2 separate regions of the Mus musculus genome follow, and region 2 is linked to region 1. The links are chromatin contacts, called in public Hi-C maps. All regions are on one chromosome and are shown on one strand. Each heading gives the region's core, a stretch centred on a gene start, on an enhancer-like site or on the middle of the called end of the contact. The rest is flanking DNA. Distances are from core to core; before and after follow the strand shown.

Region 1 (6,035 bases), core at 3,354-5,853:
CTAGACTTCTGTGGGTGATGGGTCCCAGCCTTTCATTTCTTCATTTCATTATGGTTGGAAGTTGCCAACAGCAGGTAGGGCTAGAAGTGATAGTGTCACAGGTTCGCCTGGGTTTGGCAAGGGCTGTGACTGTAGCCACCGCATTTCCATGGCTACAGATCTCACCGGGTTCTCAACGGTAAACTTCAGTCTGCCCCTCCAGGCCTAGGAAGACAAAATTTCTCCATGAGTATCTGTTGGCAGCGTACAACAGACTGGACTTGGATGGTCCCCTCCTCAACTACTCCATAGCTGCATCCTTCAGTTACCTTGTGAGAATCTTTGCTGTTGGTCCCTGGATAAGTTACCTGAAACGTAGAGAACTTCACAGCACTTCCAGCTGAGGACTCTCTTTCCCTCTTTCTGTCCCTCCCTCCTCCTTCTCTTTCATCTCTGCTCTAGAGTCCTGCAGATCTAATTACAAAGTCTAGTCTGGTCACCAACGAGTTGTGTGACCTTAGGCAAGTTACTTACCTCATCCCCTCCTCGCAAAGATGCACTTTTCATATATAACAAAAAGATAGTGGTTTGCACGTATGGAAAGAGCTAACACAAGCTAAGAGCTAACATAAGCTAACCTAGCCGGTGTGAGCACGTGGTGAGCAGTTGGTTGAGTTGGAAAGGGCACATATTATAGAGAAATGCCAAATTATGTAGTTCAGTTATGAAGTCAGTTTCTCTGGGATTTTAATTATTGAGCTGATGAGTATCTCTTCAAAGATGACAACTGAAAGTGTAGATAGTGACATGAAGAAGTCTGAGGAGATCTTTCGGGAAGATGCTTTATCTTAAATATGTAAAGCCTAATATGTAACACTTTGTTAGAGCTGGAGAGATGGCTTGGTGGGCAAGAGCCCTTGCTCTGCAAACATGAGGACCTGAGTTCAAATTCCCAGTGCTCTCAAGAGAAGCTGCGCATAGCTGTGCATGCCTGTAAACTCAGCGCTGAAGGGCAGAGAAGGGCAGATTCCCCAGAGCTCACTGGCCAGCCAAGTCTAGCTAATATGGTGAGCTTCTGGTCCAGGGAGAAACCCTGTCTGAGAGCTGTAGGATGAAGAGTGATAGATGCTCTGATCTAGCTGCTGAGTATATGCACACGGGAGGACACACACATACATAAACACACACACGCAATCCAACATGTAATGGCAGTTTTAGTAATCCAAAGGAAATAATCAGACAAAGAGGAATGTACAAACATGACTGAATGATTATTATTAATACTTGGAGTTAAAGAATTCTTAGAAACCTGGGTAATGGATGTGACTGATACAGAAAAGTGACCACAGCACACTAAAAAAGGGTCAGTTGCCAATGGACCTTCTGTTCTGTATTTTTGAAAAACATTAGAAGAGGGGAAATGGAAAAAATATATTTTGAAATAACATCTGGGTAATAGGATCACAGGTGATATCCCCCCCGCCCCCCCCCCCGTCTTGTTTTTCCTGTTTCTCGTGACTTTTCTATGAGTATTGATGACAGGATCATCCTAAGCTGAAAACAGCAAAACTCTGAACTCACGTGGCACAACAGCTCAGCACTGTAGAGCTGATGCCTGAGAGCTTCCTGGCTCTTCCTTCATGGTTTACATGTGGCAGCTTCTGCACCCGTTATCACATCTGTATCGAATCCCTACACCCCAGTCATCACATCTGTATCGAATCCCTGCACCCCAGTCATCACATCTGTATCGAATCCCTGCACCCCTGTTATCACATTGCATTTGATCTTAGCCATATTTTCGTTTTTATCCCTACACCCCTATTATTATATATGTCTTTAACCCCTGCATGACCAAGTACTGCACATACATTCAAAGAAAGAAGTGGACAAGAAGGACTGCTAGGAGGTGGGGTGGGGTGGAGGGAAAGGACAAAAGGCCTGATTTGGGTCCTGTGACTGACCATACCTAGCTGGAAAGTGGATGGGGAGACAGAGTCTGGGAAACAGGATCGAAATCTGCCACTTTTGCAATGTCTGCCATGGCCAGCTACTGATTTTATAACCACTGGAATTTAAAAACCAGTTGTTTCCTTTATCCTTGACTCCTTCGATGTTTTCTCCTTCCCGCCACCCTCCACCTACTCAGGCTGCAACCATCAGCAAATTCACAGTCAACTGAGCCAAAAGGCTGAGGGGGAGACCAGAGAAGAGGCTGCAGCCGCCTCCTGGTGGGAGTGGAGCGATGGGCAGCGAGCCACAGGGCTGGGAACCAGCTTCTCTGTTCCGCTGACCTCATCTGGTCCTTCTGGTCCGAGGTTCTGGCTATGAATGTTTATCAGTGAAGACTTTGACAACTTCAGTAATAATATTTTCTAGGCTGTGCAGAGCTAGCCTGGGTATCTCATACAGAGAGACCTTTGGTTGCCCTCACCAAATAAACAGTTGCCCACAATCCCCACAAAGACAAGGGCTTAGGTTGCCTGGGTTCAAGTCTTGACTGGTGAGACCCTTGTGCCATGTCCCTGGACCATAAGCTGTGTTTGTTTCCTCCCCTGCAAAACAAGAATCCCCAGACTGTGCATTTCATAGGCAACTGGTGAAAGGTGGGCGGAGTCAACCTCTGTCAAGCGCTCAGAAGGCGCTTATCACACAGTGAGGGCTATGGAATGGAAAAATAAAATAAAAAAATAAGTAAACAAGAGAAAGAGCCTTAGGGTGTCTGGGTCCTGTGTGTTTGAAGCTACTTCTCGATCCATACAAAGCTGCAAGGAAGGGGCTGAACTTTTTTTCCTTTGTTCCTTGCTGGCTGAAGCGCACATGTCCTCTGTGGATTGGAGGAGGGTGCACAAGCCATACACATCTGTTGAGATGCCGGAGCAGCTGAAGGAACTCTTGGGGAGCCAGAGGCTATCACTGCCCTTACTAGAGATGGGGAACTGAGGCTGTAGATATGGGCCACAGCCACAGGCCTGGAAATGATGGAGCTGAGATTCCAGCTGGGCCTGTGACTCCCAAACCTGGACAGCCCCTATATTAAGCATAATACTTTTCCCAGACAAATTTTGACAAATCCTGAGGTTCACATTTACATCAATGCTCATTTTTAAAAGGGATCTATTTCTTTATTTTATTTTATTTTATTTTTTTTTTTATTTTTGGCTTTTCAAGACAGGGTTTCTTTGTGTAGCTCTGGCTGTCCTGGAATTTGCAGAGATCAGCCTGCCTCGGCCTCTGAGTGCTGGAATTAAAAACATCCACTACAACCAACCGGACTGGATTTATTTCTTCATATTCAACTTAGCAAGTCCAGAAGTTCAAGGCCAGCTCTGGCCAGCTGAAATAATGATTAACATCAGGGTTATCTTACAGGTCCAAAGTCCTCCCAGCAAACATCCTTTCTGCCCTTAGAATTTGTTGGTGGCCATCTCTGTGAAAGCCTCCCTCAAAGAGAAAAAAGAACTCTTGCCTGGTCGGAGTATTTTACTAAGGACTGCCATCACATCTGAGCAAACCACAGGCATTCAAAGAGGCGTCCCTAGTCCTATCCCTTTAAGAGAAAAGAAAGAAAGAATGACTCAGCCCCACCCTACCCCACCCTGTGCCTGCAAAGCTCTGGAGTCTGTGATGCCCAAGACAGAGCCAAGATAAGAAGAGTTGGAAACAAATTGAACTTAACAAAACAAAAAACAAGCCCTGTTGTTACCAGCTCCTAGGCACTTCTACCCTAAGTTGCAGTGTCCTAGGAAACGTGAACCAGGGTCACCTCTGGCCCCATTTGGGCCTTCTTCCTGGCCCCACCCCAAGCATAGCAACCCTGCCAGAAAACAGGCGCTGCCTCCATCAGCTCCCACCTCCCCCCTCCACGCATCTTTCCCCTTTTATATTGCTGGCTTCATAATGGTTTTCCTCCTGCTGCTGTGGGGTGAGAGGGTGTAAATGCCCCGGAGCAGCTGCGGGGAGCTCTCCAGTGCGGATCCTGTGGGTGGGGCCGGCAGTAGGCAGGAGAGACCAGGAGGGAGATTAGGTGAAACATTAGCCCTGGCCTTTTGGACACGGTCCAGTGTCTTTCAATGATTTCTTTGTGTGCTTTGGGTGCTGGGCTTGTTTGGCAGGGGACGGGCACCCATTAGAAGATTTCACAATGATTTGCCATGTTACAGTTCTAAACATGTCAACTCCTCACCGAGGTTAAATTTGTATTTTTACAGTCTCGTTAGACCTCCCCCCTCCCCCCAACACACCCTCCTCCCCCTAGGGAGCTTGAGGGAAAAGTACTCTAAGAGAATTAATCAAAATGACTAGGTAATGCTCTAAAAATAATAAATGTCGTTATGGGCTGGATCTCTTTCAAGTTCGAGTTCATTCTGTAAGCTTGGAGATCCACACGTCCAGTTGCCTGTCTTATGAGCTTTTTATTAGAAGAAAGTGGCCTGTTGTATAGAGACAGGTACTTTATGAAGACACATGGATGCTGCGACTCTCCCAACACTCAACTGTTTTTTTTTTTTTTTCAGCTAGATTCATTAAGCAATGTGACCTCGGAGGGGGCAAAGGGCAGACGCAGGAATCACTTCTTACCCTCTGTTCCTTCACCAGCCTTGCAAATTGGGATCTGCTACAGACCTGCTCAGAGCTCTGAAAGTAAGGGTGGCCAGGTCAGGGTCCAGATTCACCTCACTCACTCACAGGAGAGATGCTGCGTGCAAACAGCAACAGTAACAGCAATCAAATGAGCCAGTAACTCTGTATGTGTGTGTGTGGTGGTAGTGGTGTGTGTGTTGTTGTTTTGTTATCAGACAGATTCCCCCTATGGAAGCAGCTGGCTTTGAACTTGGCATCCTCTTGTCTCAGCCTCCCAAGTGCAGGGATTACAGTTGTGCAACTGTTACTATCACCATGGTTTCAAGACGCCTTCTGGGATATTAACTACAATAACAAAAAAAAAAATTGTGTGTGTGTGTGTGTGTGTGTGTGTGTGTACTCATTCTGGAGTGTGTGGAGGCCAAAGGTTGATGTCAGGGGCTTTCCTTAGTTGCCCTCTACCTTATTTTTTGAAACAAGGTCTCACACTGATCCTGGGGCTCCCTGACCCAGCTAGGCTGTCTGGCTAGCGAGCCCTAGGATACCCCCATCTCTGGGTGTCTCTGCTTCAACAGAGCTTGGATTCCAAATGTGTGCGGCCATACCTCGCTTTTGCATGGATACTGGAACGGTAAACTCAATCCTAATGCTGCATAGCAAGGAATGTATGTGTGCAACCATCTCCTCAGCCTCCTCCGCCTCTCAAGAATGTTGTTACGTGATGGGGAAAAATATGTAGCTGGGTCTTAGACTCCTACGGCCATTAAGCCTGGCTGTAACAAGATCAGATAGACCTTAAGGTGAGACTGAGAAGGAAAATCTAAATTGGAGAAAAAAGGAAACGGTGGTGATGAGTTGAATCCCTTGCCTACTTTAACTGATACAATTTTCTGGTTTTCCATTGGCCTTTTCAGTGAGTAGATGCCCCCAGATATCCATGAGCAAGGACCCTAACCACCCACAGCCCATAGATCATTTATGTGTGTCAGGCAGGGCTACTAGGTCAGAGTGATTGTGAAGAAAAATAGGAGCGAGGACTCCTGCAGCTTGATTGTGCTTGCTATTTGTGTCCAAGTCTGAGCCTGGCTGCTCTTGGGCCAAGTCACAAAGATATTTCCAACCTAAGAAATGTCATCAGGCCTGAGACTGCCCCTTAGATAATTCCTGGACCTTCATCTTCCAAAGAAAGGCTGATTGCAGTGTTATGGGTCCCAACCTTCGTTAGCCAGCCTCTATAAATCATGGCCTGGCAGAAAAGACCGGAGGGTCATGGGTAATTGAATTCCAACCAACCTTCACACCTAATTCAAGTCAACTCTCAGACCTCTTTCCTGGATCAATCTGCTGACAGAGCTGGTAAGTAACTATTGTTTTTAATTTTGAAAAAACCTCCACTGAGGGTCTATTGTGCATTTAGATTTGTGAGAGATGGAGCTATCATCTTCATTCATTCATTCATTCATTCATTCATT
Region 2 (5,907 bases), core at 90-2,589, 430 kb before region 1:
GCAGAGAATAAACGGGAGACCCAGGAAGTATCTATGCCTGGTGGGCCGGGACTGTGGGAGGAGGGCAAGCAGGTTCAGGACCATGTAAGGAGACTGAGGATGTGAGGGATGCACTCAAGATGACTGCTGGGGGCTGGCAAGATGGCTCAGTGGGTAAAGGCAGTTACTGCGTGAACTTGGTGACCTGAGTTCTAGTCCCAGAACCCCACATAAAGTGGAAGGGGAGAGGTGACTCCACAAAGTTGCCCTCTGACCTTCACATGATCTAGATGCCATGGTATAGGTGCCCTCTCACCATATGCACACACAATAATAGATCATGTAAAAAATAATTTTTAAAAAAGGGAGCAGTGAGAAGCCATGGGTTTGCTTTTTACACCCGAGTTACAGAGAGAGCTTCCCCCACTCTCATGGGTGGCCTTGAACAGCTCTGCGTTGTGACTCTTAACACTTGGTGTGCCTCCTTCTCCCTATCCAGTCTTCCTTTACTCCTGGCACTCTTTTGTCCCAACATATGGGTAAGATAACCTACGGGGCCATTCACAATCCCCTCCTTTCCCATAATGCATCACACACCATTGTTAAACCGCCTTAATATGGCAAGACATAGCATTAGCCTATATGGCCAGAGTCTGGTGAGGCTCCTCACACACAGTAAGGGTCAACTGTCTCTCTTTAATATAACAAATGGATAAATGACTAAAAAGGGCACGAGCCCATATTTCTAGAAAATATAGTTAGCTTGTTCTACATAGTAGACTCCTGTCTTCCTGGTGCTAAGGACCTGCTGACTTCCTCTTCTCACTGTGGTACCTCTGCTTCCTTTCAATGTTTATCATCAATAGCGAGCTTCCTGGAGGAGTGAGATGGTTGAGTATCTGTCTTTAAAAAAAATCAATTCAACTTAAATAAAAAGGAATAAACAAACAATGGAAAAATAAGACTTTCAGGTGTACGTTTAGGGTTCTGCAGGGAAAGGGGCTGTAGGGATCAGGAGGGAGGCTATGGCTGGGTTGGTCTCTGAGTTATTCTCCCTGAGTCATTACTAGTCCTTTTTTGCTTTGAAGGATTTCCAATTTTAAGAGAACTGAGACCTGATCCAGGAAGAACAGCTGTCCCAGCTCCAAGTTCCCTCCCTCACCTAAATGCCGTCCTTGAAGCAGCTAGAAGGGACACTGTTAGATCAGATTGGAAAAAAAATCTTCTAAACCACTCTCTTCTTTTAAACACAGACTGCATTTCATCTTGCCCTTATTATTTCAGATCCAAGGTTATAGCTACTCTGTAGCAGAAAGCATAACAAACTGGAATCCAAAGTCAGGAGTGAGGCAGCCTTCTCTCTGATGTATCTAGGTCACAAGCTGCAAAGATCAAAAGAACTGAGCCACTAGGGAAAACAGGGGAGGCCTCTAGGGACTCACCGTGTTTTGAACCACATTGGTGAGGGCTGACAGCATGCCTCTCGACCCTGCCGCCCCTGGTGGAGGAGGAGTGTGGGGGCCTCTGGCAGGGTCCTGATCTGGAGTCACATCTGTCATGGCAAGAAATAACACCCTGGTTAGAATGCATTTTGCTGATCTGAACTTGGGCTTTTCCCCACTGTGTAGTCATGCACACGGGTGTAACAAAACACCAGGCGAGCACGCCACTCACTTCCAGAGATTCCGTTTTCAGCATCAGTTGGGGCCCCTTCGGGAGATGCAGAATTGGCACTGTGGATTCGTAGGGTTGCCCCTGCCTTTTCTTTGACTGCTGTTAATCCATGACCTGCAAGGACATAAATATATAGTTCACAGAGACATTACAATCTGCACAGTCTGTGACCCTAGACTAATCTCACAAGACCATCTGGACTGCGGGGTTCTACCCTGAATGGCAGCAATGTGTTCAGATTCCCTGTGGTAGGATCCAAAGATGAACTCAGCATGGTCAGGCTGAGTGGCCTTAAAGCCACTCTCTTTTGTGACTCAGTTTCCTCACTATGTTCCCAGACCCCTTTTGGCTTCTGCCATGGTGGCTGTTTTTAACAGGGAAACTCCAAACTCAAGTCAGCGTCTTTGAAAGGCATGTCTTCATCCTGTTTTCTAAAGTGTCATATGGCTGATCAATCGTTCTCTTGTGGTCGCTGTTGGCTTTTTGAAGTCCTAGCACATGGCAGGTGCTCAGTTAACATGGGCTGGATTGAAGTCAGATGACCTTCAATACGTTCCTATGTATAAACCTATGTATAATATGTTCCTAGGATTATATGTATGGTGGCATATAATCCTAACACTCAGGGGGCTGAGGCAGGAGGATGGCAAGTTTGAGTCTAGCCTAGTCTGCATAAGATTCTAGGTCAGTGTGGGCTACTTAGCAAGATCGTGTCTCTAAACAAAACAAAGCCCTCCAAACAAACAAATAAAAAAATAACACTACAGTTCCTCAAACGTACACCATGAAAGGTCTTGAGCTGACAGCTCTAAATCAAAGGGTCACTCAGTGGGGAAATTGGGAAGGAGTAGCAGTCCAAAGTAGGCTGAAGGTCACGGACTCCATCAGACTAATAGCACCTGTATTTCCAAGAAGGGACAGTCTTTATTTCCAAGACACTGGCACAGTTGGGATTCGGTAAGGAGTACAGAGCAGACCTTCCCACTCATTGGGTAAAAACCAACCCTTGACTTGATAGAAAAGAGTCTTCTATTTCATCCACAGACAGCTTGACACCCTGCACTAAGATGGGGTAAGCCTTTCTTAGACAGGAGGAAGGGATCAAAGCACTGGTAGACCACTGCGGTCCTCATGGCTACTGGAGTTCTAGAAGGAAAAACAGCCTGTGCCCCCTCCATCTGGGTGCCTGCTACCTGCCGTGGCATGTAAGGAGAAAGGAAGCACGCATCCTGGGACCCTGGGTTGTTCAAACACGAGGCAGTGGTAACCAAGTCAAAGGAAGACACCAGAGTCAACTAGAACCAGTCAGAATTACAAAACACTGTTCAAATGACTGTTCATCCATCTCTTGAGTTAGAGGAAGACACAGATGAGACTCATACATACTCAAAAGAGTAGTATTTTGGATCTGATATCAATGCATAGAACCCTGTGGAAATCTAGGTGTGGTGGCATGAGTTTGTAGCCTCAGAGCTGGGGACATAGAGACAGATACATCCCTGGGGCTTGACATCCAGCCGTTGTAACTGAATCAGTAAATTTCAGGCCAAGTGAGCCATGCTGTTTCAAAAGGCAAGGCAGACACAATCCTGAGGAATACCCTTTGACTTTCGAGGTTAGCCTTTGGCCTCTGCACATACTCACACATGCACCCCCACATACACACAGAAGGCCGATTTCTCAGTTCTAACCTGATTTATCAAAGCAACACAGGCAATGGTATTTACTGGCTTCTTCCAACGAAAGCTATTTGTCATCATATATTACCTACAAACCCTGAAAACTTAGGAAACATGATTTACAGCTTTAATTACAATAGAAATATGTGCCTACACTCATGCAGATAATTAAACACAGCTCAAACTCATTACTGAGTTACTCGGAAAAAAAAAAAAAAACAAACTGCTAAGCCGAAGACTTAATTATAAGCTTTCAATCTGACTCGAATTAATTCTTTCTAGCCTCCAAAGAATTCCAAACATTTCAATGGAATCTCATCGAAATTTCAGCAAACACTTAAGTCGTTGGCTTCATATTCTTCAAGGTAGTTTAAAAACAACAACAACAACATCCACACAGACTTTCCAAAAGGAGACTGCAGAATTCTCCACGCATAATTCACAGCTATAGATTTCTGAGAGCCAAAGTCAGGGAATAAGTGATCTCTGGAGGCACAGCTTGCTCAGCTCTGGGGCTCAGCGGCGCTCACACTCATTATTAGCTCTTTAATCTTCCGGGGCCTTACATCCCCCTCTTTGACTTCCTCCACAGTAGGTTAGTCTTGTCTGTTTCTCTGTTGGGAGAGCTGCTTCTCATCTTGGCCAGTCTGTAGTCCCAGCACTTGGAAAGCAGAGGAAGGTAAGAGACTAGCCTCAGCTACCTAACAAGTCCAAGGCTTGCCTGGGCTACATGAGATACCGTCTCAAACAAAACAGCAAAGGGAAAAAAAGAACAAGCCTCCCACATGACCACAGACAAGTGTGCATAAACTGTCTCCAGAACTACCCCTTTGTTTTCGGAATGGAAGACAGTTTTCATGTGCATGCAGCTAAGATGTGTTTAAGCCGGCATTTCACCATGGTGCTATCTGTTCTCTGATTAACAATTCTAAGTTTTTTTGTAAGTAAAAGAAAGTACTTTCTGAATTTTCCTAGAAATTCAAATTTAAGCGTTATATTTACCTAAATATTGTGATTTTTTTTTAAATAGGTAGAGACTGCCACACCCTACTTAGCTGAGCCACTTCCAAAGCTTGACTTAGTGTGACATCTAGTGCCCAGATAAGGAAATCATAACAGAGCCACTGGGACTTTTATTTTTGACTAATGACTCCATTTCCAGAGGTTTCTACTAACAAGAAAAAGACAACAAATGTGTGTGACACTACTTGGTGTCGTTTGTGAAATAACTTCACACCACCACAAACCCTAAATATTCTAAAACATGGAAGGCTCCGGAATCCCAAGGCTCTGAGGCTGGGACTGGGTCTGGTTTTCAGGCTGCAGTAGGTGAGTGCTGGAAAGCCAAACCAGAAAACAAAACAAAACAAAACAAAACAAAAAAAAACACAAACAAACAAACAAACAAACAAAAAAAAACCCAGCAAACCCAAATCAAGACAAGAGGGCAAGAATGTCCCAAGAATGTTGCAGGACAGTGTCCTCTAAAAACATTCCATGGCCATCTGGCTTTTTAATTACCTGTGCTTACACGCTAAATGAAAGCAATCTAGACTGAAATCCGCCAAGGACATTGGTCCCACAATTTCTTAGCTGTGTGATGTTAACTTAGTTACCTAATTTGTCCGCGTGTCTCTGCTTCTGTGCTTTTTCTGCCATGAGAATTATAATATCGACCTTCCAAAATCTCTCCTCTATACCTTTAGGACATCCCAGACACTGTATTAAAGTGTCTACTTTTCTTAATAACACTGTGCTAAGAGATGTGTAATACCCCTTCCATAACTGAGAAAACTGAGGTCAATCAAAAGAACGTTATCTGCCAAAGGTCCCAAAGTTGGTAAGCGGGAAGCAGGATTTAAATCCAGTCCATCTGATGCCAGAACCAACATGTATAATCCCTTTGACATACTGAGGAAGTTTTATAGTTGAGAATGCCTTCTAACCTTGAAGGTCAGATCCTTGGTCAGGCTCTTCTTTAGAACACTTTGACTTATGCTAACCTGAACTTGAGTTGCCTCACCTTGACCACACAGCAAGGTGAAGTCCATGTTCGAAGTGTGGCCTTACTCTGGCTCTTGTATCCCAGTCATGCCTTGCACGGTCAGGGTTGATGTTCGGAATCACTCCCTGTACTGGAAGACGTGGGGATGCGGTTGGGTTGGGACCATGGGGTATGGGGTGATACCACACCCCAGTTCAATATTCTTCTTAAGTCCTCTTCTTGTGAATCCTATCAAATCCAAAGGCCCAGCCCATTGGGAGAGAGAGATGAAATAGCATACTTGTGGAGGCTGGGTCTCCGACCAGTGGTAAAGAGGAATAGCTGTAGCTCTAGACAGCATGATCGGGTAGCCCAAGGCTGCTTTCTGTTAGACATATTTGCCAATGGCAAGGGCTGCAGCTACGTCATGAGGAGGTCTCTTCCCATCTAAATTGCTTTCTTTTAAATATATTTCCTTCTTTTAAAAACAGTACATACAAAACAGACAAAACCATCAATTGGTTCTCTGATCTACGTGGCTGAATTTTCCCCTAATACGTTTTGAGGGAAATGGGTATAACATAAAATGTA

What was found. A called contact is a pair of places that touch in the nucleus more often than the background predicts.
Region 2: a contact with region 1 is called in a Hi-C map of uterus, with 2.4 times the contacts expected there. The contact joins two enhancer-like sites.

What each region holds. Positions count from the first base shown.
Region 1 is chr5:64,577,814-64,583,848 of GRCm38.p6, reverse strand. No RefSeq gene overlaps it. Among named protein-coding and RNA genes, the nearest start is that of Gm3716, 30 kb to the left of the region's middle. Within about 2 kb of position 4,603, at least 187 of the 459 cell types and tissues checked have an H3K27ac peak or open chromatin away from gene starts, as enhancers often do. A contact at or near this core is called in uterus, where this site is marked.
Region 2 is chr5:65,001,658-65,007,564 of GRCm38.p6, reverse strand. Fam114a1 (family with sequence similarity 114, member A1) reads right to left here. Exons shown (of 14, transcript NM_026667.3): 4 at 1,654-1,767; 5 at 1,422-1,531. All of the region lies in intron 2 of Gm32374 (a long non-coding RNA gene), which reads left to right. Among named protein-coding and RNA genes, the nearest start is that of Gm32374, 16 kb to the left of the region's middle. Within about 2 kb of position 1,339, at least 54 of the 459 cell types and tissues checked have an H3K27ac peak or open chromatin away from gene starts, as enhancers often do. A contact at or near this core is called in uterus, where this site is marked.